Linked DNA regions of Rattus norvegicus: region 1 is linked to region 2. Evidence: chromatin contacts called from public Hi-C data. All regions are on one chromosome and are shown on one strand. Each heading gives the region's core, a stretch centred on a gene start, on an enhancer-like site or on the middle of the called end of the contact. The rest is flanking DNA. Distances are from core to core; before and after follow the strand shown. Region 1 overlaps Macf1 (microtubule-actin crosslinking factor 1). Region 2 overlaps Macf1 (microtubule-actin crosslinking factor 1).

Evidence for each region. Hi-C and Micro-C count contacts between places; a contact is called where the count stands out from the background.
Region 1: a contact with region 2 is called in a Hi-C map of liver, with 3 times the contacts expected there. The contact joins two enhancer-like sites. A contact is called at or near these places in 11 of 12 Hi-C or Micro-C datasets (the A7r5 cell line, the Rat2 cell line, frontal cortex and 6 more) and 1 of 1 datasets of contacts at active chromatin or transcription factors (oligodendrocytes).

The regions. Positions count from the first base shown.
Region 1 is chr5:141,209,479-141,216,019 of GRCr8, forward strand. All of the region lies in intron 2 of Macf1 (microtubule-actin crosslinking factor 1), which reads right to left. Among named protein-coding and RNA genes, the nearest start is that of Macf1, 21 kb to the right of the region's middle. Within about 2 kb of position 2,108, at least 64 of the 93 cell types and tissues checked have an H3K27ac peak or open chromatin away from gene starts, as enhancers often do. A contact at or near this core is called in liver, where this site is marked.
Region 2 is chr5:141,094,242-141,100,756 of GRCr8, forward strand. It overlaps Macf1 (microtubule-actin crosslinking factor 1), which reads right to left. Exons shown (of 99, transcript NM_001135758.3): 3 at 4,578-4,639. Among named protein-coding and RNA genes, the nearest start is that of Macf1l1, 130 kb to the left of the region's middle. Within about 2 kb of position 1,435, at least 9 of the 93 cell types and tissues checked have an H3K27ac peak or open chromatin away from gene starts, as enhancers often do. A contact at or near this core is called in liver, where this site is marked.

The sequences.
Region 1 (6,541 bases), core at 858-3,357, 120 kb after region 2:
GGTGTACACAGCCATACATGTAAGCAAAAAACTCAGGCAAAAATAAATAAATTAAATTAAAAATAAATAAATAAAAATAAAGTGTCTTTAAGAAATAAACAGGCTTGTGTCTGAGAAGAATCAAATTCCTACACACTGGATCAAAGTCCATCAGAGTAAAGCCAAACTGAGTGAGATGTCTGAAAAGTCTGAGCCGTGCTAACCCATCCAGGAACAAGCCCTACTTCCTCTTTGCCATAACAGGGAGCCCAACTTCCTTTCAGCTAGAAGCCATCAGCAACTTGACCCTGGGAGGTACTGAGATTTCTTCCTATTTGTGTTTTAATTCTACTGGTTGAAAGCAGTCAAAGCCAGTGACAGCCCCAGCGTATCCTCCCTCGGAGGAGTGCAAAGCAAAAGCCTGCAAAGGAAACTTAATGGAACCATTCAGCGAGCAGCAGTTTTTCAATGAAGTTTAGCCGCACAACCTAACCTCTTTGTGCACTGCAATAATCCCCATTTCTTAAGAGAAGTGGGGGAGCTGACAGAAACTCCCTGCAGGCAGGAAAACTGGACAACTTACAGGAGCTGATACAGCAAAAATCAAATAGAATCCCTAGTGGGTCTTTTACCATTTCATCTGATTTCCCCCCATGCTGCACTCCCAAGTAGAGTTCTAATGGGGGACAGGGGGAGTGGCGGGGGGAGGGGAGAGGCGGAGGGGGGGCCTTACAGCTTTGTCTTTAGTTTCCCTTCACTGGGTAGGTGTGGTAAATAAGTATGCTGGCGTCAGTCATACGGGTTGAAGATTTCTCTCCTTCACATGGAAAGAAAGGCAAGGCTAGTCACTAGAGACCAGCTTTGGCGGGGGAGGGGTGGCTGTGAAGTTTCTGGGAAAATCAACATCTCCAAAGAGAGTGCAGTCCAGAGCACACTGAATATAAATCAAAGCTGGGGCTCCAGGGCCACGCACCCCTGCCTTCCACTCGGGGCGGTTAAGGAAAGGCAGTCCGCAGCCCTGCTGGCCTGTCAAAACTTTCTCTGCGTGCACTCAGCGGAGATTAGACATTAACTCGCTGAACTGCTTCGCAAGACAGCCTCCAGGGGCTGAAATCCGAGCTCCGAGACCAATCTTTATTTCTGAGAGGAAAAAAAAAATAATAATGCTAACTAGACCCCTGCCTCAACCAGGCAGGCCCAGACATTAAGGAGGGTGGCCTGGGGGTGGGGAGGCCTCCCCACAGAAATCTGCACACTCACCGGCCACGCCGCCCACCCGACCCCCACGACCCCCTGGGTGCTCGCCATCCTAGGCTCCCTCTCGACAACTCTTGATAGTCAAAGAGACAAAAGCGGGCGGGCGACCCCCGGAGATCCACCGCAGGGAAGCTCGCCCCGGGAAACCGAATGAGAGCGTCTCCCTCGAGCCCAACTCCTCCTCCACCAGAGTCCCAGAGCAGGCGGTCTCCCGAGCCAGCTCCACGTCTCTCCTCCTTCGGATCCGGCCAGATAATAGAGCAAACAGTGTGACTGGAGATATGAGAGCGCCGAGCGCCGGCCGGGGAGCGGGGCTCCGAGGCTTATCTCAACTCTACCAGAAGCCGGCGGCCGCAGCTCCTGGCCCAGCCCCGCGCCGGTGGACGCGCCCCCCGCCCGCCTCCCCACCTGCACCGGGCCGAGCCGCTCCGGCTCCCGCCAGCGCCGGCCCGGCCGCAGCCTCACCTTTGTAGCGCTCCAGCACATCCTCGTATGCCTGCACGAACTCCTTCTCCTGGCTGCGGTTGGCCGGCTGCTGACCCGGCACGTAGCCGGCCATGGCTGCCCGCGCCGCGCTCTGCCCGGGCCCCGAGGGGCTCCGGCTCCAGGCCCGCGCGCCGAGGCGGCGGCGGCGGCGTCCCCAGCCTCGGCCTTTGTGCGGTTCTGTGGCGGCGGCGCCTTCGCTCTCTCGCTCTCCGCTCTGCGTCTGTCTCGCTCGGCCCGGCAGTCGCTCTCGGCTCCCTCAGACCGCTCGCACCCGGCCGGCTCGCGCTCCGCCGGTCCCGGCTCGCGTTTCCGCCTCCCCACCCCTCGGCTCCGCTCCTCCCTCAGCCCGCCCCGGCGCGACGGCGGCGGCGCCTCCTGTCAGGAGCGCCAGGCCGGGCCGGTTCCCCGCCCCTCAGCCCGCCGCCTCCGCCGCCGGGCGCGTCCTCAGTCCCGCGACTGCAGCCTGCTGGGCCGGGAGGGCGGCCGACCACCGCCCGGGCGGGCCGCGAGCGGGAGCGGGGCACGGAAGAGGCCGGCCGACGCCTGAGGCCCGCCGCCAGGAGGCCCCCCTGCACGTCAGAACAGGAGGCCGAGCGGGCCGCAGAGGCCGGGAGACCCCCGGGCCGACCCAAGCTGGGCCGCAGCCCTACTCAGCGCTAACATACACCGGCAGCCGGGACAAAGGAGGGAGCCACGGGCTGGGCCTGTGCGGCTGCGGGAAAAGGTCCTAGAGAAAACCTTGAAGGCAGAAGCAAAAGACCAAGATGCCTCACATCCAAGGCCACACTGCTCCAGAACCAAGACAAGAGCAAGACCCAGCCAGGACTGATATATATGTGAGGCCGAAGGGCTCACAAAGAAGCCCGGGAACAAAGGATTGTCCAGAAACAGACGAAACTGAAGTGGAAGCGAGGGGGACAGAGCCATCACCATAAAGTAAACCAGGCCAAGGAGCAAAGCCTGAGAGATGACAACTGAGAGAGTGATGAAAACAGGATTCTGAGTGCACATGGGGGGAGGGCATAAATCCAGGGGGGAAGAGACCCAATAGGATTACTAAACTGTGACAGCCCTCTCAACCGAGCGACCTAAATCAAAAGGGAGAAATGTGGGAACCTGAGGCTGCACCACGACTGCCAGGGAACAAAGGAAGGATTCTGGAGCAAAACTGGTTAGGGCAACGCGAGGGAAGCCAGTAGCCAGTTATTCTCAGCCCTGGAGGGGGAAAAAAAAAAGGGAAACGTAAATACGAGCAGGGATTTATTTAGGACCATTTTGTAAAGGGTTCCCAGCGTCATCAGGTTCTCCATTTAGTTGTATATCATTCAATCCCACTAGTCATGGGTTGACTAGAACCAAAAGCAATGAATGAGGAATTCCAAGATGGTAGCTCACACCTGTAGTCCTAGCCCTCAAGAGGCCGAAGCAGAATTGCTACAAGTTCAAGGTCTGTCTGGGCCTCAGAGTAAGACTGTCTCAAACAAACAAAACTGATACTTTTAGCCCACTTTTGGCCCACTCAGCCGTCGTTGACTTGTTTTCCGGGAAACGGGGAAGTGGCTGTGGTAATAACTTAGACTAGTAAATGTCACAGCAAAGACACATGAGCAAGTAGAAGAAGATTGCATATGGCATTGAGCAACCAAAGTGGCCGCTTGGAATTCCATTTCAGTTCTCATTCTTCAGAGTGAAGAAGGAGCCTCTTACCCTAGAGCAAGAACTGTAACTTTGTACCTTTCGAATGATGTCAAGTATTTGGTCAGTCATTGCTCAGCACATTAATTACATGAAATGATGCTTTTCACTAATGGATGCAATCATAGCTTTCCACATCACAGAGCAGGTGAGCAAATAATTAATCATATCTCTTCCCATCAATTTTTGCTGAGCTTCCCAATCTCTGTACAGAGAGGGCCTGAAAGAGGACAAGGAAATTCCTTGGGGCAAATGCTCATGTCTTTCCAGGCTTACTGTGTTCTAAACACACACACACACACACACACACACACACACACACACACAAGTTCACTGATTGAGGTCGGATGCTAATGAGTTCAGCCTAGAAACACAAAGAGAATAAGTCTTTAGCAGTATTTTTTTTTTCCTGAAGAGTAAAAGGCATTTAACAGTGAAAAGGAGTTGGTACGGTACTTGATAGCAAGTGCTTTCTTTCTTTCTTTTTTCAAAACAGCAGACACTAATAGAGAATTGCTAGTTCTGGAGCCCTTGACTGTGTAAGTGCTGAGTCACTGCATTTCCTATACTATTTTATACCAGTAGCGCTAAGGAGGCCTAGATGAAATGCACATCCACGGGCCTCCACCCTCACCCCTTTACCAGCAGCACCCGCCTCCTCCCTCAGTTCATCACATCAAATAGAAAAGTACCCCCCCTCCCCTCCTAGGCTACACATGGCAGTTTGTGAACAGGTTCCTCAAGAATTATGACTGATACTTGCCGAAGCTTGGGAAATAGCAGAGGGAATAGTCTACTGTGCTGAACAGGTTCTGTGGAAAACTGGGCAGCTAGAGAAGATTAAGTAAAAGGTTGAGATTCCTCTTAAGAAGAAAAAGCCAGGTGTGGTGGTGGCGTGTGCCTTTGAACCTCACACTCGAGAGGCAGAGGTTGGAGCATCAGTCAGTGAGAGGCCAACCTGGTCTACACTGTGACAAGGCTACACAGTGAGACCTTGTCCTCCCACTTAACCCTACCCCCCACCTTCAGCAAGAAGGAAAAAGCAACACAGGAGAGCTTCCAACAAACCAGTAACCAGGCATTCGGAAGGCTGAGGCAAGAGAACTGTAAATTTGAGGGCAGTCTAAACTTATATTTATATATGGTGACACCCAGCCTCAAAAAGGAAGAAAAGAAAAGAAACCTGGTAATTAGGAAGAGGCTCGGGTTTGCACTGTGGCTAGAGTGCCTCCCTCCAACCCTAGTTGCTTTCTTGATGAAATTTGCATTTAAATGCTCTCCTGAGAGTTTGAAGTGAGGCATTCTTCTAATGAATGGGAAAGGGAAGTCCACGTGTTTGGCCGATGTTCCTGGTTCATACAGAGACATTTTTACTAGGCTAGAGGGAACAAAGCTTGGGGGTGGGGGGAAGAATGCCTACCAAAGTGCAATTTTTGTTTTTGTTTTACTTTTGTTTTTCCAAGCAAGAACCTTAAGTTTATAGCCAAACCGTACAATCCATTAGCTCTGAGGTTTTTGTGGGCCTGCTGTTGAATTTCTAAAGAGGTTGGTTGCCTTGGAAGAATCAGAGAGCAGGACGGACTTAGGAGGACATCTAGTGGTAGATGTGAGTAATGCAAGGAAATAACTCAGAATCCTCCCTTTCTAGCCAAGTGCCCCTCCCCCAAAAGCCTCAACACATTTTTCAATACTCAAATATGCTTCTCTTATCTCGGAGCCTTTCCACCTGGTTTTTCTCCCAAAACTATGCCCTCCATTGTTTCTCTCCTTTAGCATGACTCACTTCTACTCTTGGAAATTCTAAAGCCTTCAGCAATTTCCTGTGTTCAGCAGTAAGCACTCTATAACTGAGCACTACCTCCAGCCCTCTTTTATATATGTTTAAGGGTGCGTGCGAGCGTGCGTGTGCGTGTGTGCGTGTGAGACACATCAGTGTGGATGCCTGCAGAGGCCACAAGAAAGTGACAGATCCCCTGGAGAAAGAATTATAGGCAGTAGCCAGGAGGCCCTCTTGTATATTAGAAACCTCTCTCCTGTCCTTTGTAAGCACTCTTTTTTTTTTTTAAAGAGATTTATTTATTTAATGTATATGAGTACACTGTCGCTGTCTTCAGACCAGAAGAGGGTGTCAAATCCCATTACAGATGGTTGTGAGCCACCATGTGGTTGCTGGGAATTGAACTCAGGACCTCTGGAAGAGCAGTCAGTGCTCTTAATCTTTTTTTTTTTTCTTTTTTTTTTTTCTTTTTCCCAGAGCTGGGGACCGAACCCAGGGCCTTGCGCTTGCTAGGCAAGCGCTCTACCACTGAACTAAATCGCCAACCCTTTTGTAAGCACTCTTAAGTTCTCTTAACTGCTGAGCCATTTCTGTATCCCCTCCTTTTACATTTGTTTTAATTTATTTGTTTTGTTTGTTTGTTTGTTTGTTTGTTTGTTTGTTTGTTTTTCAGCCCTGGCTGTCCTGGAACTCACAGATATCCACCGGCCTCTGACTCCTGGGTACTGGTATTAAAGGCATTTGATAACATACCCAGCCTCCTTTTATTGTGGGACAATATCTCTCTAAATTGCCCAGGCAAGCTTTGAACTTGCAATTCTCCTTTACTAGCCTCTTCGTTTACTTTTACAGTAAGGATAATTTAATTACAAGCCTCCTGAGTACTTGAGACTATAAGCCTGTGCCACCACACTGTCTCCCTTTTCTTTATTTCTTTCTTGTTACATTTTTATTTCTTTTTCATGCATGGGGATGTGTGTGCATGCCAAGGCATAGTCACGAAGGTCAGATGACAAGGTTTGAACATTGGTTCTCTTCCTCAACCCTTATTCTCGTTTCTCTAAGGCAAGGTCTTTCTCGATTCTTCCTTTGAAAATTCCCACAAGGCTGTCCTTGACCCTGAGATCCTTTTGCCTCAGCCTCAGTTACAGGCATGCACTGTCAACTTACCTTTTTTGTGAGTAGTTTTCTGTTTTAATTTATGTGCAGGAGGGGTTGGGGATTTAGCTCAGTGGTAGAGCGCTTGCCTAGGAAGCGCAAGGCCCTGGGTTCGGTCCCCAGCTCCGGAAAAAAAAAAAAAATTTATGTGCAGGAATGTTTTGCCTGCATGCATGCATGTGTACAAAA
Region 2 (6,515 bases), core at 185-2,684:
CCAGAGGCTCTTCCCCACCCTACGTAAATCTGACATTCTGGTCCCCCTCTTTTCTCTGTCAGTGTTGTCAACATCATCTCCTCCTCTTCCCCTCCTTTTCCTTCTCCCTCTAGGCTTTTTCTCTATGTCTTCTCCCTCCCCTGGCAATTTCCCTTGCTTCCTTGGGGTCAGTGAGTTCACCCAACTGAGAACAGCTTCCCAATTAACCAAGGGGGGAGGGGGTTAGATTTGGCTTAAATTGGTTCGTTTTACTGGAAGATAAATAAAATAATTTATCTGAGGAAACATAATCACATCCTTTTTGTTTTAAGACAGAGACTTCTTTATAACCCAGGCTAGTCTTGAACTCACAGCAATCCTCCCAACCTGAGTGCTGGTTTTGTAGATATGGCATACCATGCCCAGCATCCCATTGTTTTCTTGGGAGTCTCTTTGGGAATATCTATCTTATAAGTTACAAGAATTTAGACACAATCTTCCTATTGTCAACATTGATAAAATTTAAACACAGCCAGATTTTCCTTTTTTGATGATTCTTGCACAAAGAACGGGGTTTATGTTTGTGGGCTTGACCTTTAAGTTAGGCTGTTTATACATTTTAGATGCTTATATTCCTAACAAATGTCTTCTACCACTGGATCAGTCCTGCTTACAATTAATAAAGGAGTTCATTTTCTCACTCTAGAGCCCAAGAGATTCTAGATTAACTAAATCTAAAACGATAAGCTTATTTGCTGTTGTTCCTACACTGGCCTATTGGCCAGAGAATTGATCTGAGTGTACTTAGCCAAGTTGACAGAGTTTCACAAAATTTTACTCCCTAACTTTCTTTTTTTTTTTTTTTTTTTTGGGAGCTGGGGACCGAACCCAGGGCCTTGCGCTTCCTAGGTAAGCGCTCTACCACTGAGCTAAATCCCCAGCCCCCCCTAACTTTCAACCCACAAAGTTCAAAGAATTCAATCTTAATACAATGATTCTAGTTACCAGTGGATCTCATATTCTCTCCCCCCCCCCCCCCCCCGTCTCCTCTCCTCTCCTCCCTTCCTCCCCTCCTCTACCACTGAGCTAAATCCCCAGCCCCCCCTAACTTTCAACCCACAAAGTTCAAAGAATTCAATCTTAATACAATGATTCTAGTTACCAGTGGATCTCATATTCTCTCCCCCCCCCCCCCCGTCTCCTCTCCTCTCCTCCCTTCCTCCCCTCCTCTCCTCTCCTCTCCTCTCCTCTCCTCCCTCCCTGTCTCAATATTATGAGATGAAAAAGAGCTGTTAGAACTTTAAATCTGAGAGCCTGGAAAAGGATAAAAAATAGGAAAGGGTTTAAGCAAAGCTCTGGCTGGCCTCCAATGCCTGACACTGCTGTGCTGTGTTTCTGAGTCCCTTTCCTAGGCCTCCTGCCATCACACAGCAGTGAGGTAAAGGTCCAACAGGCACCATCAGCACAAAGGAGCATCGGGGCCCAAGCATTTGAATCCAAATACAAAGTTTGGTAGTCCAGTTTAGATCAGTGCTCTTGGCTCATCCAACTGTTAATAATGGCATGGAGGCCATGTTAAGTAGAAAGGCCTAGGAGTGTTGGTCATGTGATTTAGGACTGTCCCTTACCTCATTCTCTCACCGCATGATCTTGGGGAGGTCATCTCCCTAATTTCACCCTCTTTTGTAGTGAAAACTGAGAAGATTATATTCTAAAATCCACAAAAGATAGCTCCACTATTTAGGTCAAGGTTTTGGGATGTTCTTGTAAAAAGAAATCAGGTAAAATGTACTCCATAAGCTATAAAGCATTATGACTATTATTTACTCAAGGTAACATGTATTTATTGGATATCTCTCATGTCCCAGTGCTTACGGAAAAGTGATATTATACTGCCTTGATCTCTAGAGGGAGCCGATATGCAAACATGCAGGCATCTGCTCCACATGACACACAGTAGAGATGAAATTGTGAGTGATTTAGTCCAAGGAACACAGATCAGAACGATTATATGCCTCAGCCAAAAATGGTTAGTAGGCAGTGGCTCAGGGGCAAAGGAGACTGAGGTGTGTGCGCTTTCTAGGGAGAGGAACAAAGAGAGCAGTAGAAAAGTACAAAGACTTTAGGGAACAGTAGTTCTTGGTGTGACTACAGTGTAAGTTCCATAAAGGAGACTGGAAATGAAGCTGGACAGGTCGAGAAGAACTCACAGAGAGGCAGACCATCTGTACCATCAAATCGAGATAACAGGTAGCCACTCATGGAATTTACAGCAGTAAATAATCTTTTGGTTGCTGTTTTTGCTCCACCCCATCTCTCACCTGACTTTTTTTGTCCTGACACTACAAAAAACAAGACACAGTATAGTTAGATTTAATTCTCAGCTCCACACAACCTAGATTCACTTGAAAAGAGAGTCTCAACAAGGGCTGCCCAGAACAGGTTGACCTCCAGGCATGCCTATGGAGATTTTTCTTAATTGGGTTAATTGAGATGTGAAGACCCACATGGTCTCATGTGGCTAGACTCTGAGCTTGGCCCTGAACTGGTTAAGAGCAAGCATGTGTATATTTATTTCTCTGCTCTTAACTATGGATGCAGTGTGGCTAACTGCTTCAAGTCCCTGTGGTGGCCTCCCACAATGATGGGCTGTGACCTGGAATTGTACCCACATAAACCCTTTTCCCCTAAAGTTGTTTTATCAGAATACATTCTAGCAGCAATGGAAATAAAGATACAATCTAAAAACAAAACCAAATATCACTTTAGCAGAAAGATTCAGAACAAGGCACCTGAACACTCTAACAGAAGTACCTAAGAAATACAAGGAGGTGCACAAAGGAAAGGATAATCGATTCTACATGAGAGACTCAGGGAAATATTTAAAGATAGTAAGTTGATAGGCAAAACAGCCAGAGGGAGAGCAGAGCAAAGATAAAAGAAATAAAATAGCATACCTCACAGTTCAGCAAGAGCTTTAGATAGGAGAGGAATTTGGCACTAAGGGGCGGGGGTGAGGTGGGGGGTAGGAAAGTATGCAGTGGTCCCACTTCTCCTCAGGCTGACAGGCAGTTAATGGTTGTTGAGGAAAAGATACTTTCTTAGCAGCAGCCACTGATAAGTTGAGAAAACTCTAATTAAACTTACTGCTCCCCCACCCCACCCTCCACAACACGAACACACACAAAAGGCAGAAGCCAGAGCCAATTTTGGAGGTTAAGAATATGTGTTGCAAACTTTAATTAGCTGAGGTTTAAATTTTCAGTTTGCTTATTTTTAGTAGTGTGACTTTGAACAAGCTGCACACCTCCTAAACCTCATTTTCCTCACTGATAAAATAAGGTTATTAATAGAACATTCAGCAACACAGTCACTGAAGGACTGTGAGCTAACCCAAGAGAAAGACTTACTATAAACCTTCTGGGTTATTGGAAGTCATCAATAAACTCGTACTAATAGCACAATCAGTACTATTAGAGAGTACTTTGTTAAGAAACTATTACAGAGGAGTTGGGGATTTAGCTCAGCGGTAGAGCACTTGCCTAGCGAGCGCAAGGCCCTGGGTTCGGTCCCCAGCTCCAAAAAAAAGAAAAGGAAAAAAAAAAAAAGAAACTATTACAGAGCTCAAAGAAATGAAGAAGCCCTAGGCAGGGACAGAATCGACAGGTGTAGAGAACACAGGAGCAAGTCACCTTTCTGAGCTGAATTATTGGACTGGGTAGCAAGGGGCAAACAGATTACTATTGGCAGTCTTGAGTCAAATATTAATCTAGGTTTCTTAACTGGACAACAAGTAAGGTATTTAGCGATTTAAGATGTGTCAAATAAAGGAAATGGCTGGACAACGTCCAGATGAGTCTGGGGCTTGAGGTAAAGTGTAGGAAAGGCTTTTTATCAGTTCTTGTGGTTTGAAAATCACCCTCACTGTAGTTGCCACTGAACTCCTCCGGTCCGAAGGAGCCATGTTTGAATATGTAACGACCTGAACAACTAATCCAACTGAGAAAAAGAAAAACCAAACTTGTGTGTATGTCTTTAGAGCCATGTGGCTCTCAGATGTGCCATCCCATCTGAATATGGACCTTAGAACCAACTCTCCAGCCCTATGGAATAACTTTTATTCTAAGTTAGAAGTGGTGTTCTTAGGATCTTAGGAACCACTGCCTGGTACCCCCCACCTCACTGCGCTGAGGTAGTACATGGAACACTGTTGATGAGCTGATGTGGAGACAGCTCAGCAGTCCAAGTGTTTGTCACGTAAGCACAAGGACTGGAGTGGGGTTGGGGGTAAGAAAAGCCTGGGATTTCAGACACCCACATAAATGCTGGGTAGGTACGGTGCCTGCCTGCAATTACAGCCTTGGAAGGCAGACATAGGAATCCTCAGAGCAAGCTGGCTAGCAAGACTAACTTTACCAATAAGTTCTGCCTCAATTAAAAAAATGGAAAACTCAATCGGACATCAAGCTCTACTTTGGCTTCCACATACACAAGAACTCATATACACACAAGCAAACACACACACACACACACACACACACACACACACACACACACACACAGAGTAAATACTAGGGAAACATATGAAAGCATCTTACCTTCATCAAGTGCTTGTTGACCCACTTGGTGAATGTTTTCTTTTGCACCCGGTCCCGCTCATCTGCAAAAGAGAAACAGAAGAGGTTCTCACTTAGCGCCACACCGTGCCCTGGCCACACCCCAGTTTCTCTAAAACCAACATAAAAGGTTGACTTTAGATACAGAGCCATAGACAACAACTTCTTGTTAGAAAGATCTAGCTAATTGAAACATCTTTTATTCTTTTTTAATTATGACCACTTTAGAGATTAGACAGAATCATACAAATCCAAAACTTTGCCATAGCAATGTCTCCTCAGAACAATAATTTGAGTAGTAGAGCAGAGAGCACAGTGACTGACCTCCTGCAACCCTCACAACAGGCAAAAGTTACAAATAGTAGCAGGAGAGGAGTGGGAAGACTCAGGGCATAGTACCGACACTACAATCCTCTAGTCTCTCCTCCCCATCACTTGGCCCACCTAGCACTGCTTCTCCTCTCACGCCCAGCATTCCATTCCCATTTCCTCAGCAGCCAGCCAGCCCCAAAAGCCACCCAGGTTAGCTCACCTGAGCATCTCTCCCTTTTCCTAAATAGCAAACTCTTCCTCTTTCTCACAAACCACCCCTCACAAAACCTCCTAAAGAGAAACATCAGTTCTGTGAGTTCTTTACAATGGCTGCCCCACAGACATGACCAGGCCCGATTCTTTCCTGTTTACCCTAAGCCTGCACCTTCCATACAGCACTCTATTTCAATTCTCCTCACTGGGCAAAAATACACCATACACTTGGATAAAAACATAATGAAACCCATCTTTTGTACAATGAATATGCTAGTAATTAAAGCTTTATTACATTTTATTAGAAGACACACACACACACACACACACACACACACAGAGAGAGAGAGAGAGAGAGAGAGAGACATCTTTCCCATTGAACCATTTTGCCATCTCCTAATAATAATTTTTAAAAGGAAAACTAAAATAAAACCGTACATCACTCTCACTGTTACTGACCATTCCCTGCTGCCTCCACTGACACATACCAAACCTCACAAATCTCTCCTAGAGACGAGATTCACATCACATACAGACGATAAGATAGATAGATGGATGGATGGATGGATGGATGGATGGATGGATGGATGGATGGATGGACGGACAGATAGATCGATCGATCAATAGATAGATAGATCGATCGATGGATAGATAAATAGATAATAGATAGATAGATAGATAGATAGATAGATAGATAGATAGATAGATAAATGGATAGATCGATTGATGGATAGATGGATAGATAGATAGATAGATAGATAGATAGATAGATAGATAGATAGATAGATAGATAGATGTCAGCTTGAATGTTGGCTGTGTATCTGAGCCTACTTGGCTCCACTGAACTTCATCAGCAACTCATCACCAGCCAGTGGCCCAGATGACTGAGATAATGCCAGTCCTATCCTCATCTGCTGTCTTAACATCTCTGCCCTATATCCAGAGTGAGGCCATACTCTGAGCCCCAGTCCTCCAAATATAAAAAGCAGTCATCTTTATCAAGCTATCGTACAGGGCTGGGCACGTAGCTCAGTGGACAGGATACTTGTAAAGCCCTGAGTTTGATTTCCAGCACAGCATGAGTGGGCACGGTGGTACATGCTGTAATTGTAGCCCTTGGGAGACAAGAAGACTGATCAAAAGTTCGTGATCATTTTTGGCTACACAGTTAGAATCCAGCCTAGGATACAGCAGACTTTTGCCTCAAATGGGAAAAAAGAAAGAAAGAAAGAGAGAGAGAGAGAGAGAGAGAGAGAGAGAGAGAGAGAGAGAGAGAGAAAGGAAGGAAGGAAGGAAGGAAGGAAGAAAGAAAGAAAGAAAGAAAGAAAGAAAGAAAGAAAGAAAGAAAGAAAGAAAGAGAGAAAGAAAAATATCTACTACTTCCTAGCTATTCTT